Linked DNA regions of Zea mays: region 2 is linked to region 1. A link is a contact called in public Hi-C data. All regions are on one chromosome and are shown on one strand. Each heading gives the region's core, a stretch centred on a gene start, on an enhancer-like site or on the middle of the called end of the contact. The rest is flanking DNA. Distances are from core to core; before and after follow the strand shown. Region 1 has its middle 9.2 kb from the start of LOC109940297. Region 2 holds the start of LOC100383725.

Region 1 (7,466 bases), core at 3,600-6,099:
ATATATATATATATATATATATATATATATATATATATATATATGTTGCAAGTTGTGTGCATTCTTATTATATAAACGGAAATACAAAGCAGTAGTAAACCATAACTATTACATGTTCTATAGAAAACATAGATTGTTAGATGTACAACACCTAGTGAACATCTCTATATCCTAGATTAAATGAGAAACAAATTAAGGCAATTGTAATGAAACACTGCAAATGGTTGATATATATATTGTCTAGATCGACCTAACCGAAACCCGTCAAAATCAGTTCGCACAAGTCCTAGTTGTGGCCAGACATAGTCAAACCAGTAGAACCACTCCCAGCCATGACAAAGCACAATCCACAGTAGTGCCTAAATTAGTTCCAACCAGTCGGCCGGAACCCAGTTTGAACAAGCCTATGCCTCCAAAATCTCCTTAGGTAGAACTGGCCCGCATACGCATAGAACCTCTATTAAACTTTTATTCTCGGTTCATGTAAAGGGTTAATATGGAGGTGTCACGTTTAGTGCGACAAGGATTATAAGCTGACCCTCATAAACTTATAAGGTGCAGTGGTACTATACCCACCAACTACAACTCCACGTGTGGGCCAAGTAACCCATTTTGAACCAGCCTCAGTAGAGTCCAAACCCATTCGGAACTAGATGCTATAACACATTGACTTTTTAGTTCTTATACTTCCACTTTGTCCTATACAATATAAACTCCAATGATATGCGATTGAGTTGACAGGTATGTCGAATGTGTCATCAGCAATTCAAGCTCTAGCCCTATTCAGAAAACTTAACCCTGGGCACCGCAAGGAAGAGGTGGAAAATTGTGTCAGCAAAGGGGCTGATTTCATTCAGAATATTCAAAGAACAGATGGTTCATGGTTAGTATTTGACATGCTTTCTACTTATTAACTGTAATTGTTCCGAACCTATATATACATGTTCTAACAGGTACGGCTCTTGGGGAGTTTGTTTTACCTATGCCGCATGGTTTGGGGTGACTGGACTAGTTTGTGCTGGTAGGACGTTTGAGAACTGTACTGCGATCAAAAAGGCATGTGATTTTCTCTTGTCAAAAGAGCTTCCTTCAGGTGGCTGGGGAGAGAGCTGGTTGTCAGCTCATAATGAGGTAAGTTTTACATCAATCTATCGGTTTGTGCATAGTAAAAAAAAAAAAAAAATGTACTCATAGAGAGTACCAAAATCCCTAAACTGCAAGATCTGACCAATCATCTTCTTGCTTGCATTCAATTAGGTTTACACAAATCTTAATGGTAACCGACCTCATGGTACGAACACTGCATGGGCCTTGCTGGCACTAATTGAGGCTGGACAGGTCTGCTTTTTTTGTTTAACATTTTGTTTCTTGGATTTTCACTATGATGTGGGCATTCGCAAAATAAACTATTTGATGTCTCTTATAGGCTGAAAGAGATCCAGTGCCTCTGCATCGAGCAGCAAAGGTTTTGCTCAACTTACAGTTAGAAGATGGTGATGAATTCCCACAGCAAGTAAGTAAAAGCAGATGCCACTGACGGGTTGATTCACTGTCATTAGAAGACACCAAGAGATGATATTACTAAACTATAAACTAAGATGGTAATAAGGTCAATGGATAAGCACTAATGCTTTCTTCTACCTTCCTATAAATGCTAGAGGAGAAAACTGATTAAATTTCAAACAATACTAATTTATTCTTATAGGGTGTTAATCGTTCATTAAAGACACATCACTAAGCCTTTGATTGTGGCGACATAATTCTTACAAAATTCCTAATAATCTTTCGCATATACTTTTATAACTAAATTCACAAAGTTGGAGGATTACTACTGCATGCTTCTCAAAATGGAAGCTACTCTAGACTACTAGCCCAAATGAATCTACCCAACCAAAATTTATAGCTCGTGAGGAAGTATTCTTGATTATAATGAGAACCGTAGTGCCAAGCTTGATATAACCATGATGTTCAATGTATTAAATCATATTGGATGTAGGCATACTCTCGCAATATATTATGGAGAATGTTTGCACACGTCAAAAATTAATCTAATTTCAGGAGAACTCAAGCAGAGCACATACCTATATTTACATCTTTGAAATTGCATAAAAACAATAGTTTAATAATAATACTATGAACTAGTAGTGATATATACCTAGCAGTTTCAAATCCATGGGTTGGCAACTAAACAAACTAACCTATACAAAAACAATGTTAAATCAAAGTTCCATGGAAATTAAATCCATAGATAGGCTTGTTAGGAATACCAAATACCACTAATATCTATATTCGTCAACCAAATGCCCCAGGAGATAAGTTTGTATAGGCAGGAGAATGCTATATAGTGGTTGTGGAATGATAATTGCAGTAAAAATAATGAATGGATGAGCATGATTTTTATTTCGTATATAAAATATGAACATCAGAGTGTGAAGCATCTCCATTATATTTGTTTTAGATAATGGAAAAATAGTTCCGGCCTTCTCCTCCTTAGAGGGTCCGAGCCAATCTCCATTATATTTGTATATCTTTAGATCCTTGATCACATCATAATTTTTATGAGTAAACAAATGAATCTTGTTGATTTTATGGCATTATGTTTGCCATCAGTAACATTACTAGAATAAAGAATGAATAACAGCAGATTCACATTACCCTTAATTCTAATATGTTTTGGCCTTAGTACGCGCAAATATAATTCTTGTAAATGTGATGTGAGATTATGCTTGTACAGATATTTTGTATTAGAAAAATGTCTAATAACACCATCATGTGTCCCTGTGTGATGACTTGACCCAGAATTCTAGCCAAGCCCACAATGTCCTATGAGCTCAAAAGTAGGGACTACCACTTCCGCATCCCCTCTACCCAATCGTGGACAACTCTAAGGCAAGCATCCCTTAATCCTTCACGATGCTCTACACCACGTCCCTCCGTGGGGTCCATGCCACCTTCAAGGTCTATAACGCCTTCTGCACGGTGCTACTCCATGGTTGTTCGTGCGAGGCCATCGACAGCGCAAAGGATGAGTGGAGCTGGGATACAATGAGCAACACTATTAGAGCATCTCCAACAGCTCCCCAATATCATCTCTCATCCCCATAAAACTATTAGATTGGGGGAGATGAGACAATTTCATTGCTCCAACATATCCCCAATAGGTCTCTCTTTTATTGGTGATCACCAAAAAAACCTCTCATCTCCCCTCAAAAAAAGGGGGAATTGCATCTCCTCCAATAATGATGGGACCACAACAACTACCATCTTTTTCTTTCCACATCCTCTATTATGAAAAGGCACTATTGATGATCACCAAAACCATTTTATTGAGGGTAAAATATTGGTGAGCTGCTAGAGATGCTCTGCGGGGTGTCATGTGGCTGGCCGAGAAGTCATTCTACGTTAAGGAGAGAGGGGGAGGGCTGAGGCAGGGACAATTAGAGTGCATTCATTCCCCCCTGACAAGTGGGCCAGGCTAGCGTGGCACGCCACTATGGCAAAATCACCGGGGGAGGGGGGGGGGTCATTTAGACAATATTGTGCAGTTCAGTGTGTAGAATACTAGGTTTAATAGGTTGAAACCTGAAGTAAGCACACTAGGATAAATGCCAATATGTTATATATACTTTTTCCTTTTGTGTTGTATGCATTATAGAATATGGTCAGATAAAAAAACTATTTTATATATACTAGGATGCATTATGGAATATGGTCAGATACAAAAAAAAAACTCTTTTATATATACTAGGATGTATTATAGAATGTGTGTTTCAAATCAACAATGATTAATCTATGGTATCCAAGTTTTTGTATAGATAACGTGTACATATGCAGGATTATCTATATAAAAACTCTTTTATAGTTACTTTATGCAAAGGATCCCATTTTGATTTATTATCATTTACAACATTATGCTGATAAAAATGTATACAACAGGAGATCATTGGAGTTTTCCTACAAACTGCCATGGCTAGTTACTCCACTTACAGGAATATCTTTCCTATCTGGGCTCTCACAGAGTATCGCCGTCAGGTGTTGCTTGCAGGCAAGAAATAGGAATATGATTTAAAAGTTTTGGGGTTTGTCCTGCTTGCAAAAATATGCATTTAACCCCAAGTGGATTGTAATATCTATATTTATTAGCTTTGAATTCGGTTGTAAGATCTGTAATAATAAATACCACATTTGATCATATATAGGTTTCATTCACTTTAATTTGCTTCGGCAGAAGCTAACAGAATATGATAATGTGAATGGATCCTGTCTTTGAAGAATAATAACAAGCTCTTGAATATCACACTCTTTGCCCTCAAATTACAAACAAAACCCATCACTCTAATTGAATCTTCATCATCTTCTTCCACCTCCCTTGGCTTCACATCACCAATTGGCATATTTTTCATTGCATTGTCCAATCTGGTACCTCTCACATCATCATCTAGATTTTCTTGTTTCATTGTGAGATATTTGTTTCATCAATCTCGACATCATACACTTCTTAAACTATGCTGTGGGTTTTGCTGTGCACTCTAAGCTTTGCTATTTATTGCATAACCAAGAAAGAATCATTCATCACACTTCCTTTCAAATTTGCTCAATCACCCAAATACCCGAAAGTGTGAAATGTTTGGTTTCCTTCGCTAAGAGCTCCATCCATTGTGTGCACCAGGAAAAATACACACGAGAATTTGTCTCTATTAGAATCAAGGGCTAATAAAATACCTAGATCAGATCCGATGGTCGATGGAAGAAGTTTGATGATAGGCTTCTCACCCACCTAACCCCCTCGTCCCTCCCCTCCCTCCGCCTCAAGCTCCCCACGCAAGCGCCATCGGCCACGGTTCGATTCCCTCTGGCTTTGTTTTTTTTTCCCGCAAAAAATCATACTACATCATCCTCTCCTCTCCCCTCCCCTCCCTCCCTGTCCCGCGCCTCTTCATGTCCCGCTGCTAGGTTCCCCACCGTCACACTGCCGAATCTTCTCACCGAGGGTGGCCACCGCTGGACCCAGGATAGCAGGATTTGAGCCGCCCCTCACCAAGCCACGTAGAGCCATGCTTGACGCCTCGCTCTAGGTCATACGACAGTCGACGGTGGCCCTCGCCAGGCCTTGCGGAGCCATGCTAGACGCCCCGCTCCAGGCCGCGAGGAGCCACGCTCGACGACCCGGCTGCTCGTTGCATGCCGCACGGAGCTGATCTCGCCACCGCGCTCCATGCCGCAAGGCGGCGCCCCACGCCAGGCTGCGCGGAGCCGCACTCGACACCCCGCACCGGGCCACACGGCGGCGCCCTCGCTGGATCTCTGCGCTCCTCGTCGCCACCTGCAGGTTGTTCCCTCTCCCTTCCCTGAGCACTTGATGACTCGTAATGCAATAGTTTGTTTTTTTTTCCTTTTTGTTTGTGTGCCATGGAAGGAAACTGAAGGCTTGGCATTTGTAAAAAATCAGCCAAATTGCAGTATGCGATCGTATAGAACAAAATGATTATTGGTGAGATCTTAGATACTAGGCAGTATATTTCTAATTTCATTCTTTTGTTTGTTGATTTGTCCATTATAGTAGAGATGGTTTATGGCTGGAACGTTCCTCTCCGATCGACTTGGAAGTTTTTCAAACAAGCCACCATTATCCTTTCAAAGTCACTGCAAGCGGGCCAAGCAAGTACTGTACAACTTAATCAGTGATTCAGTACATGTTGTGTACCTGTGTTTCCAGCCGTAGCTACTGGATCTGACTAACTGACAAGAGTATGGACGTTCTATTTCCCAGTACAGTGCTTCGATTTTACATTCGCCTGACATTTATATGGTTCGAATGTATTCACTTTATAGTCCAATCTCGGCCCACACAAATATCAATAATCAGCACAAGATAAGTGCTTTGAAAATATAACTTTGTTTCCATAAATTTGGGAAATTTCAAAGAAAACAATCTGTCACATCGTCTCCAGTACAATTTATTGCAAAACAGTCTATGGTGGTCTCTCACTGATGAGACCGACGAGACCGAGTTCTCGCCTGCACAATCCCAACTTCTAATCGTCTCAAACAGTGACCGATCCCTTTGCTTCTGTTGGATCCGAGGCCCGCCGATCAGGTCCGGCGAACAGCGGCGACACCTCCCTAGAACGCAGACACTCACAGAATTTAGAATGGAGACGATGATATTTGCCTGCGCAACCGCCGCAGTTTTTCGGGTGTTTAGTCACTTTATATATGTGCGAATACAAAGGCTTGAAGCCTGGTCTTTCCCCGCCGCACGTCGCGCTCCATGATCGCCCGATTTTCGGATCACGACCACAGGCATGCGCAGCACAGCGTCGCGGCTGGTTCACGCACACGGGCGACTGCAGCGCGTCAGGCACAGCACCGACCGCCTACAGTTCTTTGCCCCTAACACGCACACAACTGAAATGTAAAGACTCCAACACGATTACAGCAAAGTGAAAACTTATTCATCTAGCTAACATTTCACCCCCTTAATCTTGTTGGACTTGAATCACGCCCAGCCTTGACCTCAGCTCGACGAATCTGATCCTGCCCAACGACTTCGTTAATATGTCCGCCAGCTGATCCTCAGTGCCCACGTGATCTACATCAACCACGCCCTTCTCAATGCAGTCACGAATGTAGTGAAAACGAGTGTCAATATGTTTGCTCCTTTCATGGTAAACTGGATTTTTACTCAGCTCGATGGCTGACATGTTGTCCACCAATAGTCTGAATTTCTGAATGGGTTCATTGGTGATGTCTGCAATAAGAATACTTAGCCACACTCCTTGAGATGTTCCAAGAGCAGCAGCAACATATTCTGCTTCACACGAGGCGAGAGCCACAACTTTCTGTTTCTGTGATGCCCAAGTTATCAGATTCATGCCTAGAAAAAATAGAATACCAGAGGTGCTTTTCCTTTTGATAAGGTCACTGAGCAGTCACTGTCCGTATACCCAAGTAGTGACAGCTCACTACTACCTCCTTTTCTAAGCTTAACACCAAAATCAAGTGTGCCAGCAAGATACCTGATTATCCTCTTCACTGCTTGCCAATGTTCCTTGTCTGGTGCTTCCATGAATCTACAGACCAAACCCACTGCAAAACATAAGTCAGGTCTGGTATTCACTAGATACCTCAAGCTGCCAATTATGCTTCTGTACTTTGTTTCATCCCTCTCAGTCCCCTTTTCTGCAGTAGTAAGCTTGATTCTTTGTACCATAGGAGTGTCTGTTGGATTGCAATTTTTCATCTGCAGTGACTCGACAATCTTTGTTGCATAAGCCCTCTGACAGATAGTGATCTCATTCTCCCTCTGTCTGACCTCCATCCCTAAGTAGTAGGTGAGTAATCCTAAATCACTCATATTGAAAGTCTTCTGCATCTATCTCTTAAACTCTGCAATCCTGTCAACTAATGGCCCACATATGATTAGGTCATCAACATAGACTCCTATGACCAGTAGAGATTCACCT
Region 2 (7,466 bases), core at 1,662-4,161, 240 kb before region 1:
AACGGCCACGGCGACGGCGCGGCGAACATGATGGCTGGACCTTCTCCTCGCCGGAGCCATCACCGATCAGCGGCTGCTTGGAACGCGGCTGCGATGCCATAGCTGCGGCGAGGACTTGGCTCTGATACCAAATGACAGAAGTCCCTAAGACGAGATGGAATTCCCACACACACACACGAGATGGATACTGGTGTATTGCTATTGCAAAGGCCACACATTCTCTGTGGTTGCTATCTCTATTTAAACAAAGAACTGACTGCATTACATGGTAGGAAATTATTCTGCTAATCAAGGCATGCTCGTGATCGGTAGTTGCCATCCCAACTCCCTGGGCCATGCCATGAATGGTGCTAATCACCTTTACCTTCTATAGTTAACTGCCTCATGGACTTATTCAAACAACATCCAGAACAACACCAACGAGCGTGCCGCCAGGACTGCCCAGGAGAGCTTTGCAGCAGAGTGATACCGCCGCATGACAGCCGAGGCCCGACAGACCCACGCAGAGTTGGAGCTAACCCAGCTGGGCAGAGCACTGGAGACTATGCACTCGAGAGTGGGTGAGGTCTTTGAGGAGTAGACATCAGTAGTCACAGAGAACCTGAGTTTGCAGAGAAAGATCGCCCATCAGGACAAGAACAACTTGGCCAACGCAGCCAACCTGACTGACACACTCCAGAAGGCAGCCTACCAACAGTACAAGTGTGACAGACTCCTGCAGGTTTGGAAGGACTCTGACCAACGTCGAGTCTAAGAGTTGAGAGCTCTTAGCCGTTGCCTACCGGCAGGAAACCGACTCAAGATCAAGAAGGAGGGATTCTGGATTCCCCGCACTACACTGCGGCTGATAGAGAGTCGCTGTGTCATGAGGAAGAAGGAGAAGTTGACCCTAGAGATGGCTTGGGCCATGGAGGTCACCGACAGGTTCTACCCAGAGGGACGGTCCGAGCTGGGCAGGATAGTATCCTTCCCAACTGGTACCAGTGTCACATAGTTCTCCAACGATGACACATCTGACTACCAGATCCTCTTCAGACAAGCAGAATAGATGCTTACACAGGTGGCAGTTTCCATGACACATTCATGATGAGAGTTTAGGAGTAACCGTGCTTAGGGTTTCATAAGTTGATGGAGTTATGAGTCCATGAGAGTCTGTACCCTGCAGCCCTGACATTGACAGTGTTCGTGATAGAGTCTGTATCATTAGCCCCATTGCCACCCCCGTCATGAGTCGAGTCATATACCATGATGAGTCCATGTATGATGAGGTCGATCGTTAGTAACCATCTCGCCTTGAATCTTGATTACCACGATAGTACGATCATGACTGATACCCTTGTTTGTGTGTTTGCATCTTCATGCTTTTTGCTTGGATCTTATGCTTCTTCCCATTGTGTGCCGATTTATTTACTTGAATTATTTCAAAAACAATTAAGAATAAAAGTGTCGCCCACAACACTGCTTAAAACGCCACTATGGCAATAGTATGACCGCTATGTCACCCCATCCACATGTAGGCAGATGTCGATCCACCGCTAAGAGCAACTCCAAGAGATCATAAAAAAATGTTCCCAAAAATCTGGTATTGGGGGATGTTGAAAAAAAAAACAATGCTAAAAAACCTGTGAACGCAAATCAGAATGTGAAAAAGTGATCCCTAAAATATTTAAATCACCAACATGGGCCACGTATTCACTTAATTGGGCCACATGGTTTAAATATTCACCAAGGTTTTGCAACTGGTGGCAGCGCCGCCACATGGAGCAGCCGGCCAGGAGCTGTTGAAAAATTCGGCAAACACTGCGCGAGCGAAGCGTGAATCTCCGGCGTTCGCGTACGCGGTGATGAGACCATTGGACACGAACAGGTCGTCCCCAAAGCCGCGCTGGACCGCGACGGCGTGGACCTCTGCGGCGACGAGTGCAGACAGCCTCAGTCCGGACTCGGCGAGCGACTTGAGGAGCGCGGAGAGCGTGATCTCGTCAGGAGAGATGCCGGAGGCAGGCCGCGGCGGAGGGGTCGGTCGAGTGAAGCCAGAGTGCGATGAGGATAGCGTTCCAGGCGAAGACGCTGGGCGCGGGATGGCGTCGAACACCCTGCGATTTTCGCGCGCATTCGCGCGCGCACAGTCGATTGGGGAAGAGTCACCGAGGCAAAAATATGAGGGGAGGACGGACGCTTATTCGGGATGCCAAGCCATTGGGGGAGAAAATAGAGGGACTGTTGGATTGGTGAAAACGAGCTGTTTTGCTAATAAATTCTTTTTAGGGTGTTTTAAGCGTTCTCTTGGAGCTGATCTAAGGGTGTGTTTGGTTGAGGAGTGGAAGAGAATGGAGCGGCTCCATTCCTATTTTCTGGATGTTTGGTTTCCAACAAAAGAGGAGCGGAGCGGCTCCTGGAGTCTCCATATAGAAATTTACCATAAATAGTTGGAATGCTCCCGCTCCTCCAAAACAACCAGATGTGAGCGCTCTCCCGGACGCGAGCACTCTCCTCCCTCTCTTCCCCTCTATACTCATATGGCTCTCTAACCAAACAAAGAACGGAGCGGCTCCGCTCTATTCTACTGTTCAACCAAACAAAAAATAGAGCGGCTCTGTTTTGCTTGGCAAACGCAGAATAGAACGGCTCCATTCTCAAAAACTAGAATGGAGCCGCTCCATTCTAGTTGACTCTCCAACCAAACGCACCCTAAGTTCGCCTTTCAGACTTGTTTGACCGAACAGCCAGTATGGCCCCTCAGCCCCTAGAGAAAGAGGGCGTGGAGCCAGAGGAAGACACGGAGAAAGGGGCCAAGGCCAGGGACGGGCCACTGGTGGAAGGAACCAACCACTGGAAGAGATGCCACCGCTAGATATGGAGCAGCACCCGTCGAATCTGGGCAATCAGGAACCACCAATACCTGAACCAGACAACCTCAACCCACCCCCTGAGCCATGGATGAACCACGACTTACCACCTCCACCACCTAGCCCAAATCACCACGATCTACCCCCACCACCACCACCACCTAACCACAACCCACATAACTTACCGCCACCACCTCCCAATCCAAATCCACAAAACCCATATCCACCGCCTGAACCACCAGTACCTACTCTAGCTCAGCTGATGGCCAACCAGAACCAGTTCATGGAAGCTATGGGCACACCGCACACTGCTCATAGCTCACCAAGCCCCACACCACGGCGTCAATGGCTACCGTCGCGATCCACACCCAGAAACCCTCACTCGCAAGATCGAGGGGTTCATCAAGCTGAGGCCTCCCACCTTTGACTTCACTGAAGACCCACTGGAAGCAGAAGTCTAGCTAAGAGAAATTGAGAAGAAGCTAGACCTCCTGACATGCACCGATGAGGAATGTGTGGCCCTCGCCACTCACCAGATGACCGGCGCTGCACGAGCCTGGTGGGACAGCTTCTGTGAAACCCATCCAGACCCTGCTAGCATCTCATGGGATGAGTTCACCACTGCCTTCCGTGAGTTCTGTGTCCCCTAAGGAGATCCTGGTTCACAAGGCAGAAGAGTTTCGCAAGCTCAAGCAGGGGACTCAGCGCGTTCAGGAATACGCGAGTGTGTTCACCAAGATGATGAGGTATGCTCCAGATGAGACCAGTACAGACAAGAAGAAGCAGTATTGGTTCAAGCAAGGGCTCCATCGTGCGCTCAGAACTCACCTCGCCACCCATGACTTTCCCTCGCTCTGCCACATGGTGAGCAAAGCAATCGTTGTTGAAAGGGAGAGGTTGGACTATGAGGACAGTGTGGGGTTTAGGAGGAAGCGCACTGGTCCCCCGAACCGCCTAGGGCCATCTCAGCGCCCTCAGACCGGGCTACACCAGTCCAGCAGAGGCACACCCTGCCCCAGCGCTAGTGTGCCCAGCCCCAGCTATGGGAACACCAGTTACCAGAACCCGAGCTACCCAAAGCCAGCAGCTTCACATCAAGCAGTTAGTGTGGCAAGGCCAGCAGCCCCGGCTCCGTCCTCAGGAAGCTCGTTCATCTTCACTTGCTTCGCGTGCAGAAACCCAGGCCATCGTGCAGCAGACTGCCCCAGCAGGAGGCAGCCAGTGTACCTGCGTCCTAGACAGTACCAGACTCCGGCTAAGTCACCAGCAACCGGAGGCACCCCTCAAGCCAGTCAGGTGCGTGTACCTCCGCCAGCAGCAAGAGGAAGGCTGAACAACCTGACCACCGAGGACGCTGCAGACGCCTCCGACGTCGCGCTCGGTGAGTTTTTGGTTAATAATGCTTTTGCGACAGTACTGTTTGATTCAGGCGCCACCAGTTCATATGTGTCATCTAAATTTGCTGCGCAATAACCATTAAAGTCCATACCTCGGAGACGCCTCATAATCACTAGTTCACCAATGGGGGAAGTGAACTGCACATGGATATGCAGGGCAGTAAGTATCTTAATCGGGGGACTAGAGTTCAAGGCAGACCTAACCATACTTTAGTCAAAGGGAATAGATGTTATTTTGGGGATGGATTGGTTAACCAGACATCGCGGGATCATCTCTTGCTACCTGTAACACCCAAAAATAACATTTTGGTGATATAGAGAATTTTCCAAAAAAAAATTGAGATCAAATGGTTTCTAATAACGATTTCTTTCGTTTATAAAGTTTGCCTCTCTAAAGTAAATAGAAGACAATATTAAAAGTTTGGTAGTTCAAAACTTAGATCCAAATCTTGAGATTAAAGTTTAAGTTGAAACTTGGAACAATAAATAGAAGAAAGACTTTCAAACTATCTAATTATTCTCCTAAAGCACCCTTTACAACAATATATATATATATATATATATATATATATATATATATATATATATATGAATTAAATAATTCATGGTAAAGAATATATACACTAACTTCACCAAAAATAAATAAGAGTATAAAATTTAGAGTATACATTCAAAAGGAGTACCTTATGAAAATAAAATATGTGTATGTGGCTTATATTTTGAAGCATGTGGTTAAACAAATATTAATATGAATACAATAAAACCTTTGCATCTCATGCTGTGTCTTTTGAGTGGTGCATTTAATTTGAGTTTTGAAAACCAAGATTTGAACTTGAAATTTGAAAGAAACCAAATCTGGAAATTTAAATCTGAAAAAAACAAAATAGAAAAAAGCAAAAGAGAAAATAAAACCTGTTCTCGGGCTGAAAGTAGTAGCCGGCCCAGAAGTCTTTTTCTTACCATCGTGCGGCCCAGGAAGGAATTTGCACCCCGCCGGCACACTTCGTCCCCTCTCCTTTGCTTTTATGTAAAGTCAATGCCGTGTGGTCCCCACCTGTCTGCCCCTCACCTCTTTGGTCACGCACGCATTCACGGGGCGCTGAGTGGTGGGACCATCCCGTCGGACCCGTCTCCTCTATCGTAACCACCTCACGCGCCGCGTAACAACCTCCTCCGCATCTCGCGTCCGCGCTCCGGAGTAAAAATCCTAGCACCCTGGTTGCCTCGTCCTCATCCCAGTCGCCGAAGAAATCATCCGCGTGGAGAGCTCGTCCACGAAAAATAGAGGGAGGCCGAGGTGTGGGGGAAAGGGGGGAAAAGCGCTCGCTGTCGCCTAGAGGAAGGAAGTTGCATCCGTTGCTCTATTGCGTTGCTCCCTCAGCTTACCCTCTGTGCGCGGTCGAGGGACTTCACCGAAGCAGCAGGGAGGCGCGCGCAGAAGGAATCGCCGATCACGAGGGCCGAATCGACGGGATGCCTCACCGGCGTTTGAACGTCGCCAGTTTCCGCTACTCATCGTGGCCAGCCCCGCCACAGGCGACCATCACTGGTATGGAGCCCCCATAGCATTCGCCCTATTCAGTGCATTGTTCTGCAGTGGTGGGATTTGGTTTTGGGGCTCGTGGGTGGGGGTTGCTTGTCGATCGCCGCCTACCACCGCCACGAAGTCGCGGAGCACCGTGGATAGCGTCGCCCGACGTTCTACTCCTCGGTAAGGATGCCTCATCCGATTCGTCGTATCGTCTGCTTCACGTAGCGCTATTCGGATTGGTGGGTAGAGCACCAGAGCGTCTGGTACGATCTACGCCGGCGAGCCTCGCCGCGGTGAACACGGCGCCGCCGCCTGGTCACGGCGTGGGGAGGAGGATGAAGCTGAAGCCGTAGATCCGAGATCGAACGGTCACCAGCAGATCAGGGCACAGCGTTTCGTCGTATGAAAACTCGGTCGTGGATCTCTGATCCAAGGGCCGGTATTGCGTACCGTTTCATGCTTTAATATAAGTCGTTGATCGCGAATCCAACGGATCAGGTCGAGTACCCCTTCGGCCATTATATCAGGACCATCGGATCTGGATCCAACGGCCCCAGACGCGTCCGCGTTATACCAGCCAAACGAATTTGCAAAAAGAAACCCTGAGTTTTTGTGCAATAAACCCGCCGTCCTATACTATAGGAAGATCCTTTCAAACAAGTCCAGAAATTTGTAGTTAGACCCCTGGACTTTATAGAAACCGAACCCGCAGTCCAGCTGTCCTTGGGATTTTTAAATTAAATAAGGAAATTGAATTCTAATATAAAAATAACTCCATAAACTTAGAAAATCCATAACTAATTTGTTTTAACTCCGCTTTTAGTGGTTCTCGAACCTACGGATTCGTCTTGACACGTAGAATATTCCTACACAGTTTGTTCTCATGTTTTGTTATAATGTTATTTTTATCTATTCTTTGTTTATTTGTATGTATTGCTACGAGTAGAAGCGAGGTCACGAGAGACCTGAAGACCAAATTGGAGAAGTACCTGGAGTTGCACCCAAAAAGGCAAGTTGTGTCCTTGATCACCTTCTTTAACCCAATAATGTTTATGATCTCACCAATGCATGCACTGTTAGGTTAAATTGATGGGACCTAATAGGTTGCCTAGTTTTGTTTACCCTACACCTTGAATACAAATGAATTATTGGGTAGTCTTGCTAGTGCTCTACCAGGTTTTGGGTTAATGATACTTATGATTCACGACCATGTTCCATTACGATTTATTGTTGGTTATTTATTATGCATGATAAGATCATTTTGTTAATTGGAACATGGAGCGACCACCCGAGACAACAGTGCAACCACAAGGACTATATGGCTCTGGTCTTGGCCAATTAATTAGGAAAGCTAGAGAGGGATTACCTTACCCGAAAGGGGCAAGCGGGGAGTGAATTGCTGCAGAGCATAGTGCTGGCTGTAATTACTGCGATGGGGTTACAGACCGTGGAACAAGGCACTATGTTCCCTTTTGCCTGAAACCGTAGCGGGTTTTCCCAAACTAGTGGAACTTTGTAAAGGCCTCGTAGTGCTACCTTGCCTCGCCTCCTCGGTAGAGGTGTATGGGATTCATGACCCCGTGGCAGATGGGTATCATGACTTGTGGGTAAAGATGCGTAACCTCTGTAGAGTGTAAAACTCGTATACCAGTCGTGCTCACAGTCATGAGCGGCTCGGACCCTCACATG

What was found. A called contact is a pair of places that touch in the nucleus more often than the background predicts.
Region 2: a Hi-C map of leaf shows a contact between it and region 1, with 5 times the contacts expected there. The contact joins the promoter of LOC100383725 here to the enhancer-like site in region 1. A contact is called at or near these places in 2 of 25 Hi-C or Micro-C datasets (ear and leaf).

What each region holds. Positions count from the first base shown.
Region 1 is chr6:19,570,619-19,578,084 of Zm-B73-REFERENCE-NAM-5.0, reverse strand. It overlaps the pseudogene LOC103630883. Among protein-coding and RNA genes, the nearest start is that of LOC109940297, 9.2 kb to the right of the region's middle. Within about 2 kb of position 4,849, at least 14 of the 20 cell types and tissues checked have an H3K27ac peak or open chromatin away from gene starts, as enhancers often do. A contact at or near this core is called in ear and leaf, where this site is marked.
Region 2 is chr6:19,813,347-19,820,812 of Zm-B73-REFERENCE-NAM-5.0, reverse strand. LOC100383725 reads left to right here and starts at 2,911. Exons shown (of 1, transcript NM_001176362.1): 1 at 2,911-4,334. The coding sequence starts at 3,459. The coding sequence ends at 4,322.